Linked DNA regions of Sus scrofa: regions 1 and 3 are each linked to region 2. A link is a contact called in public Hi-C and promoter capture Hi-C data. All regions are on one chromosome and are shown on one strand. The core of a region is the stretch at or near the end of the contact, and the rest is flanking DNA. Distances in the headings are between cores, read along the strand shown. Region 1 holds the start of PDE7A (high affinity cAMP-specific 3',5'-cyclic phosphodiesterase 7A). Region 2 holds the start of TRIM55 (tripartite motif containing 55). Region 3 holds the start of RRS1 (ribosome biogenesis regulatory protein homolog).

What was found. Promoter capture Hi-C pulls out the DNA fragments that hold promoters and counts their contacts. Hi-C and Micro-C count contacts between places; a contact is called where the count stands out from the background.
Region 1: a contact with region 2 is called in a Hi-C map of skeletal muscle, with 2.7 times the contacts expected there. The contact joins the promoter of PDE7A here to the promoter of TRIM55 in region 2. A contact is called at or near these places in 1 of 5 promoter capture datasets (liver), 6 of 47 Hi-C or Micro-C datasets (embryonic fibroblasts, epiblast stem cells, liver and 3 more) and 2 of 2 datasets of contacts at active chromatin or transcription factors (alveolar macrophages and skeletal muscle).
Region 3: a promoter capture Hi-C map of liver shows a contact between it and region 2, with 4 times the contacts expected there. The contact joins the promoter of RRS1 here to the promoter of TRIM55 in region 2. A contact is called at or near these places in 2 of 5 promoter capture datasets (fetal liver and liver), 8 of 47 Hi-C or Micro-C datasets (alveolar macrophages, embryonic fibroblasts, epiblast stem cells and 4 more) and 2 of 2 datasets of contacts at active chromatin or transcription factors (alveolar macrophages and skeletal muscle).

The regions. Positions count from the first base shown.
Region 1 is chr4:68,776,522-68,779,221 of Sscrofa11.1, reverse strand. PDE7A (high affinity cAMP-specific 3',5'-cyclic phosphodiesterase 7A) reads right to left here and starts at 1,312. Exons shown (of 13, transcript XM_021089289.1): 1 at 1-1,312.
Region 2 is chr4:68,529,274-68,532,184 of Sscrofa11.1, reverse strand. TRIM55 (tripartite motif containing 55) reads left to right here and starts at 1,296. Exons shown (of 9, transcript NM_001244691.1): 1 at 1,296-1,607; 2 at 2,133-2,305. The coding sequence starts at 1,440.
Region 3 is chr4:68,286,752-68,289,759 of Sscrofa11.1, reverse strand. RRS1 (ribosome biogenesis regulatory protein homolog) reads left to right here and starts at 1,547. Exons shown (of 1, transcript XM_003125604.4): 1 at 1,547-3,008. The coding sequence starts at 1,672. The coding sequence ends at 2,769. The region is part of intron 1 of LOC110260284 (a long non-coding RNA gene); the gene reads right to left.

The DNA.
Region 1 (2,700 bases), core at 63-2,562, 250 kb before region 2:
CTGAGGGTGTAGGGTGGGTGGGATCAGCCTACGCAGGAGGCGCGATTCTGGCCTTTTGACTCCAGAGACCCAAAGCACGCGGCCCACTCGGAGCGCTCAGCCCTGACCCTGGGGTCACCGCCGCGTTTCCCTCCTTGAATTCCCATTCTTGGGCTTCGCTGGGGACCGCTGCGGCAGTGACGTCAGCGGGCCGCGCGGGCACCGTCCTCCCCGCTACGTCACTGCCAGTCTCTCGGCGGGGACTGGCTCGGGCTCCCCGCTAGCAGGTGCGGGGGGCCCGGGCTGTCCCGGGCTGAGGGGCTAAGAGCCGAGCAGAGAATGCGGGCGTGAGGAGGGGGCGGGGAGGGGGTTGGTGGGAAAACACCGAGACTGAGAAAGAAGTGAGAGTACGCACTGGAAAAAATGAGAAAGGATGAACATGAGAAGACAAAGGGGAAAGGAGACTGCATACCCTTTTACCAAAAGTGTTTTTGTTTCTTGGCTTTGATTTTGAGAAGGTGGGAGAAAATAAAAGAACTTTTCGACCTAGTTTGTAAACTGGATATGTAATTTGTAGGTTTATTTTGTCACATTTTCCCCAAAACTGTCAAAGATTTTCAGCTGCAAGCTTTTGTTTCAAATGCATTCCAGCTTCTGGGATGTCAGCCTGAACAAGCACTCCCCTGCCGGCAAAATTGTTGACTTGGCTCCTCTCTCAAAGCACCCACTCTTCCAGTTATGTGCTATGACCAGCCACTGGCAAGGTGGCAGGTCTTTGGAAGTATTGCCTAGCCCGTGCCTGTGAGATCAGGTATCATATGCTCATGATCCCATAAATCAACAGAAGTCTGCAAGACCTTTTATCATCTTTCCATGGCATCTGTTTCTTTTATAGCATTTAAAACTTTCTACCTCCTCATGGTAATTTTCTACTTTTCTGCTCGCTACTATTTTTTTTGGGGGGGGGCGCTTTTTAGGGCCTCACCCGTGGCATATGGAGGTTCCCAGGCAAGGGCCAAATTGGAGCTGCAGCTCCTGGCCTACACCACAGCAATGCAAGACCCAACCACGTCTGCAGCCTATAACACAGCTCACAGCAACGCAGGATCCTTAATCCTTAATGCTGGATCCTTAACCCACTGAGGGAGGCCAGGGATTGAACCTGCAACCTTACGGATACCAGTCCACTGAGCCATGACTGGAACCCTGCTCTCTACTATTAAAAGAATATAACTTCCATTGTGGTTTCATGGATTTTTTTCTTCACTTGATAGTAAGCTCCCCTTTAGCACCCTGTTAACCACCCAGGTTCTTGGACTCTTTAATCAATAGAAATTGATAAGAGGCCAGGCTTTATTCGCTGCAGCAGGAGAGAGTGAAAACAAGCCAGTTCCTTTGCTGGCTCCTGGGAGTGGGTGGGTGTGTGGGGAGTTGGTCCCTTAAATGGGGTCAGGGTAGGGGCAGATCCTCCTGCTGGATGCAGGGATCATGTGCGATACCCTGCTTTTGCTCTCAATATCTCAGCTGAGTTTGGGTCTTTTTGTATCTTGTTATTCATAATTTGCCCCAACTGCAGCATTTGTTCAGGTGTAAGCACTGCAGCAAAGGGTCCCAGGTCCGCAGTTCCAGCCTGTCTCACACCAACTTACCCAACTCATCTTTGAAACCCCAATTACTCCCACAACATCCAGTAGATGTATGGAGCATCCTCTGTATTTTCTCTTATTTACTTCTGACAAAAACCCCGTAGAGTAATAGTTTCTAAATTGAAGCTGGGCTCGGAGTCAGAACTTGCCTTAAATCTCCCACAGATAAATGGCAAAACTTACCTCAAATAATGTTGAGTTTTGTGTCATCTAAACACCCAGAAGGTAGTATTGGTGTGATACTAGACAATATATGCTGAAGTGACTCTGTTCCATTAAGTCATTCAATAGGACTCAGGGCACTAACCAATGCATCTCCCTCCAACAGAGAGGTGAGCTAATATGTACTATGTATTCACTGTGAAACACTATGGGTATTCTACATACAATCTTCAACTTAACCCTACACAACAGCCACTATGGGAACTCCTACGTAAGTAAAAACTTGATCGCAATTCTACAGATGGGGAGTCAGGTTTCAAGACCCTAAATTGTTTGTGCCACCAATCTCTGTTCTGTATGACCTCAGAGCCATGCATTTTCACCAAACCATGTGGTTTCTCAAGACCAGAACTTCAACTCTTCACAGTATACTTTATCGTATTGGAAAGTATATTAGCATTCTTCAGAAAAGCAGAACTGGAGTTCCCACTGTGGCTCAGCTATAGTGGACCCAACTAAGAACCATGAGGATGCAGGTTCAATCTCTGGCCTTGCTCAGTGGGTTAAGGATCTAGAGTTGCCCTGAGCTGTCGTGTAGGTCACAGACTCAGCTCAGATACCACGTTACTTTGGCTTCGGTGTAGGCCGGCAGCTGAAGCTCTGATTGGACCCCTAGCCTGGGAACATCCATGTACTGCAGGCACATCCCCAGAAAAGAAAAAAAGAAAGAAAAAGAAAAGCAGAACCATACGATATACTGGGCCGGGTGGGGAGGGGGGTGCAGAGCTTGATTTGTCGCACATGCACCTCACCCAGGATGAAGACAGGCTGGAGGAGCTGCAGGCCTAGCTCTGGCCTCTTGCCAATGAGGTGAGTTGGATCACATGCGCAAAATCACCTTGGTGCCTGGGAC
Region 2 (2,911 bases), core at 47-2,546:
AATAGAGCTTATTAGATTCTCAGTAAGCGCTCAGTGCACTAGCATGAAGGGCACCCATGACCAGTCACAGCCCCCTACTCTTTGCTGGTAATTAAGTGCACGCTGGGGATGTGCTAACACAAGGTGTTCATTGCAGGAGGTTTTTAAAATCAAGGAGAAATAAAACTGCAAATTTAGCACATAAAAAATAGACGTGTTTCTTTTTCATTTTTGATCTGATTTTAAATATTTAAACAAAACATATAGCTGAAACAGTGGTTTCACAAAATCCCGGCAAATATCAGAACTGAAACTGATGGCTCAAGAAACAGTCCAGGAAATGGCCAGAGAAACTATCATTAAAAAAAAAAAAATCACCTTGGTAAGTGAGACAAATGCCAAGGGGTATAGGTATTTCAGACCAGATAAAACCCAGATCTGGAAGCAGGACTCGGTTTTCATGTCCACTGAAGATGGCCCTGCCATCTGTTCCCCACTGTGTGGCAAAACGAAATAAGGGGTCTGACCCCATGTCCCAGTTACTACTGTATTACTGATTGTCGATGGAAACTAAATTTAAATGTTTAAAGGCTGTCCAATTTTCTGGGCATTTTGGGGGTGGGGGTGGGGTATAGGATGAAAGAGGAGTAGGCAAAAGGGAGGGAAACGCACACTAGAGCTTTCTTTCACAACTTCTAAAAAAACCTGGATCATCAAGTGGCATTTGGATATTTTAAAATTTTGTGGAGCCTCCTATGGTGAAAAGATTAGCAATCAGTTTTTAAGTTGGAATTTTTCGCATTTCCTGACCCTCACAAAGAGGAAGTGGTTAAGACGAAGCGAGGCTTTTTAGATGACTACCTTTGTGAAGCCAGGATGATGCTCTTCAGGACCTGTTTTGTCTGTTTTCACCTCAGGCAGGGGGGTCATTGCTCCTTTTGGTGACTGGCTTCCTAAATTCTCAACACAGAAATGGCTTTCGTTCTACTTGGATGACATTCTCCCCAGTCCTGGAGAAGCCCGTCACCGAGTCCTTATTGAGTGCTCACAGAGGGCATAGCTCAGTGACTCGGCACGAACATTCCCATTTGTTGTTGACAACTGTCAGCGGCACCTCCCGCTCCTCACAACCCCTGTCTAAATGGCTTTTGCAGTCCTCCTTCCCACCCACTCTCTTCACTCCTTGGGCCAGGAATGTTGGCCCCTGTTCCCTGTCACCTGTCAGAATCCATCCTCCTGTCACTGGCTTATATGGAGAAGTCAGCCAGCTGTCACGTGACCCTCGGCTGCTAAAAACAGCTCGAGCACTGCTCTGAACCCCAGCCTGAAACAATGTCCTCCACCAAAAGAAACGTAAAGGACGCTTGATTGTACAATCCTTGGAATTATTTCCAGGAATCACTCGCCGAAACCGTTCGAAGCACGCTTTCCCTGGCAGTGCACACGGGGACGGCCAGGAGATGAGCGCATCTTTGAATTACAAGTCTTTTTCCAAAGAGCAGCAGACCATGGATAACTTGGAGAAGCAACTCATTTGCCCCATCTGCCTAGAGATGTTCACAAAGCCCGTGGTCATTCTTCCCTGCCAGCACAACCTGTGCAGGAAATGTGCCAGTGACATTTTCCAGGTAGGTTTGTTTGGAATCTAGGGGTAGAGGGAAAAAATGTTCTCATCTCCCAATCAAGTGCTTAAGTCTGAGGTGAATTTCTCTAGGAAGCGTTCTAAGGTTGCATTTATTTAAAACAACAACCAAAAAGAAAGACCATTTTTAAAAGTGATTTGCTTTGTGCTTTGCCATCAGCCTCCTCCTGGCTCTCAAATCTAATTTTATTAAAATATTAAGAATCATATTTGTCCTTTTAGAAACATTGAATCTGTTTCAAAATTGTAAATGAATTACTGCCCAAGGCATTACTGTTGGAGTTTCTGGCTGGAACTTTTGGTTATGAAAACGTTAGGTGGAAAAGGACCTCATGCTGAAAATGGCACATTGCAGTTGACCATGGGTGAGGGTTGGTCCTGTGTTTTGGGACCAGTTACTATCTCCCAGCAAGGAGTTGATGTTGTTTGTAGTAACTGAGAGGGAAAGGAGGTCCCAGGAAAGCTACCTGTGGCAATGCTCAATTCCTCTTTTCTTGCTCGGCAAGAACAGGCCTCTAACCCGTACTTGCCCACAAGAGGAGGCACCACTGTGGCCTCGGGGGGCCGATTCCGCTGCCCATCCTGCAGACACGAAGTGGTTTTGGACAGACATGGGATATACGGGCTTCAGAGAAACCTGCTGGTGGAGAATATTATTGACATCTACAAGCAAGAGTCCACCAGGTATGCGCCCCCCTCCCCTGCCCCCGCCGGCCGTGTCAAACACGTTGGAAGCTTGCTTTTGTTTATTTGTTTGTTTTAGTGGGTCGCTATACTGAATGCTTGTTTGCCAATCACGGGCTAATTGTTTTATAGGAAAATGTTTTTCCAAGTCAGTCCTTACCAATGGGAGAGAGAGTTGCTCTTGGGAGGAGAGAAGGAAGCTGGTGCCCATGCTTTTCTATCAATTTAAGAATGAAGTAACTCATTATCACTAATCCAGTCCAGATGGTGATCTTGAAAGAGGCATGATGCTGCCCCTGCTCCCAGCCTGGTATTACATCCACAGGAGACGTTTCTGCACTTCACAGGTCCTTTAGAGCTCCAGAGTCTACACAATAGGAAATTAACAGAAATGACATCTTCCAAAATCAACCTCTTAGATCAGACAGTCTCACTTTAAAATTTTCTAGAGGAGAATCATAAAAAGAAAATCCTCTGACGTGGTCATGGTATTGACTCTGGAAAGGAGCAAAGCAAGGCAGAGTCCTAAGCTTTAGCAACTTAAAAGTTTAGAGACGAAGAAAAAAAAAAGAAGAAGAGGGTGCTCAGGTTATGTTTCCCTGTTCT
Region 3 (3,008 bases), core at 298-2,797, 240 kb after region 2:
TTATAACCCAATTCCTGGGGCATAAAACATGCTCACTAAATGTTTAAAGAGTGAATAAACAAAGCAGAACTGAGGAAAAACAGTGAGCTCAAGAAGAGACGAAACTCAGGGGGGCAGATGTGATAGATGGGGCTGTAGCTAAAGCCCTCTTGAGCTCACCCTCAACTAAATCTATTCCAAACAGCGATATCTATATTCATGGGTTAATTCTCCAACTAATCCCTTCTTCAGTAATCCAATTAAGATAAAATAAAACCTGTAAACCACACAACCAGCAGTGCCTCCCAAACTTGACCATACTCATCACCTAGCTATCTTGTTAAAAATGAAGGTTCTAAATCTTTACATTTGGGGTGAGGCCAAAGAGTCTACATTTCTAAGGCCCAGGTCACCACACCACACTTTTCAAGTATCAAGAGCCTGTAAAACATTGCAGAGAATATTCATGTAGTCTTAAAGCCAGCGTTAAAATAAATCCTGCTCCCAGCTTCCCTAGTTGTAAAACCTTAGACGTCATTTTACCTCTCTGAGTCTTCTGTTGTCATCAGTGGAATATGATGAATTACAGTAACTAACACTTACTGAATGCTTACTATGTGCCAGTAACTAATGCTTCATATTTATTAACTTATAGGACTTATATTAAACAATCCGTCCAAAGCAGGTACAATAAACATGGATCTTATTCTAGGTCGTTTAATTCAAGAGCCTGGTGTTTAATCACTGTGTAAGATTGCCCTTCCAGCCACAGCTCCTCAAGCCATTACGAAGATTAAACAGTAATTGGTATTTAGCTCACCTTCAGAGCACTGATATCCAGACCCTAGAGTAAGCTCCCTTGGGGGCATATTAACTCATTTATCTTTATAGTGGCCCTAGGAGGTAGGTACTATTAGTACTTTCATCTTACGGGTTTTAAAATAGGGCCAAATAAGTTAAACAGTTGAAGTTCAAACACCAGCGCAGTCAAGATTGTAACCAAGGCGGTCTAACAGAAGAGCCAGTCGCTCTTTAGCCACTAGCCAGGAGAGGATGTGAGAGGATGTAGCCCGGGGCGGGGAAGACCAGGCATCGGGCGGCTGGGATGGGGTCACGGCCGTGCCCACTCAGAGCTGCCTATGGCTTCCAAAGCAAACCAAGTCTTCGTCTACACTTGGCTTTAAGTACATCCGTGGGAAGGACCTCTGTCGGCCCACACCCAGGGCCCCATGGGCTCTGGTGAAATATAATTTATCTGTTCCCAAGAAGAACTGACTTAGTAAGTATCTTGAGAACTGACTTAACTTAGTGTAACACAGTCGCTCCGAGACCCCCTTATTCTGGGGCCCCCAAAATTTTCACTGCCCCTCCCTCCCTCACGCCACTGCCTAGTGGAAGCCCCGGTGCCAGTCAAACCTTGGACTTCGTAGTGCGCGGGTTCCTCGCTCCTGCTCCGCCTACATCCGGGCTGGAGCCCAAGGGCCGTCTCTAACCCCATCTGTTCTCCAACACCGCCCTCTGCCGGCCCTTCTTCGGGTCGCCCGCGTTGTGAGCCTTTTCCGGCTGCTCCGGAAGTGGAGCTTTCTCTTCCGGGACGAGCGTCTGGGCGACTGCACGTGGCTGTGTTGCCTTGGCCTTTGCCGGCGCTACTGGAGAATTGATTGGAACTGTTACCCCGGAACAGCCGGAGCCATGGAGGGCCAGAGCGTGGAGGAGCTGTTGGCAAAGGCGGAGCGGGACGAGGCGGAAAAGCTGCAGCGCATCACCGTGCACAAGGAACTAGAGCTGGAGTTCGACCTGGGTAACCTGCTGGCCTCCGACCGGAACCCCCCGACCGGGCTGCGGCATGCGGGACCCACGAAGGAGGCCGAGCTGCGAGCCCTGGCGCGGGACAACACGCAGCTGCTCATCAACCAGCTCTGGCAGCTGCCCACCGAGCGCGTGGAGGAGACGCTGGTGGCGCGGCTGCCGGAGCCCACCACTCGACTGCCGCGCGAGAAGCCGGTGCCCCGGCCGCGCCCTCTTACACGCTGGCAGCAGTTTGCGCGTCTCAAGGGCATCCGTCCTAAGAAGAAGACCAACCTGGTGTGGGACGAGGTAAGCGGCCAGTGGCGCCGCCGCTGGGGCTACCAACGGGCCCGCGATGATACCAAGGAATGGTTGATTGAGGTGCCGAGCAATGCCGACCCCATGGAGGACCAGTTCGCCAAGCGTATTCAGGCCAAGAAGGAACGGGTAGCCAAGAACGAGCTGAACCGGCTGCGTAACCTGGCCCGCGCGCACAAGATGCAGCTGCCCAGCGCGGCCGGCATGCACCCTACCGGACATCAGAGTAAGGAAGAGCTGGGCCGCGCCATGCAGGTGGCCAAGGTCTCCACCGCCTCTGTAGGGCGCTTCCAGGAGCGCCTGCCCAAGGAGAAGGCGCCCCGGGGCTCTGGCAAGAAAAGGAAGTTTCAACCCCTTTTTGGGGACTTTGCAGCTGAGAAGAAGAGCCAGTTGGAGATGTTGCGAGTAATGAACAGCAAAAAGCCTCAGCTGGACGTGACCAGAGCCACCAATAAGCAGATGAGGGAGGAGGACCAGGAAGAAGCGGCTAAGAGGAGGAAAATGAGCCAGAAGGGCAAAAGAAAGGGAGGCCGACAGGGTCCTGGGGGTAAGAGGAAAGGTGGCCCACCCAGCCAGGGAGGGAAGAGGAAAGGGGGCGTGGGAAGCAAGATGAATTCCGGGCCGCCGGGCTTGGGTGGCAAGAGAAAAGGAGGGCAACACCAAGGAGGAAAGAGGAGGAAGTAAATTTCAGCCTCGGACTTGTTTGTAAACCAAGAACTGTACTTAATGTTGACATCTAGGCACTGTAGGGGGACACCAAAGATGTGGCCCCTGCCTTCACTGAGCTTGAAGTTAAAGGGACAGCCTTGCCCTCCTCTGAAAATAGTATGTAAATATTGCACAGGACAAATTAATGTTATTTCCCACAACCAAAACTTTGGCTGAAGATTAAAGGATGTATTTAAGGCTATACGAATTAGGGA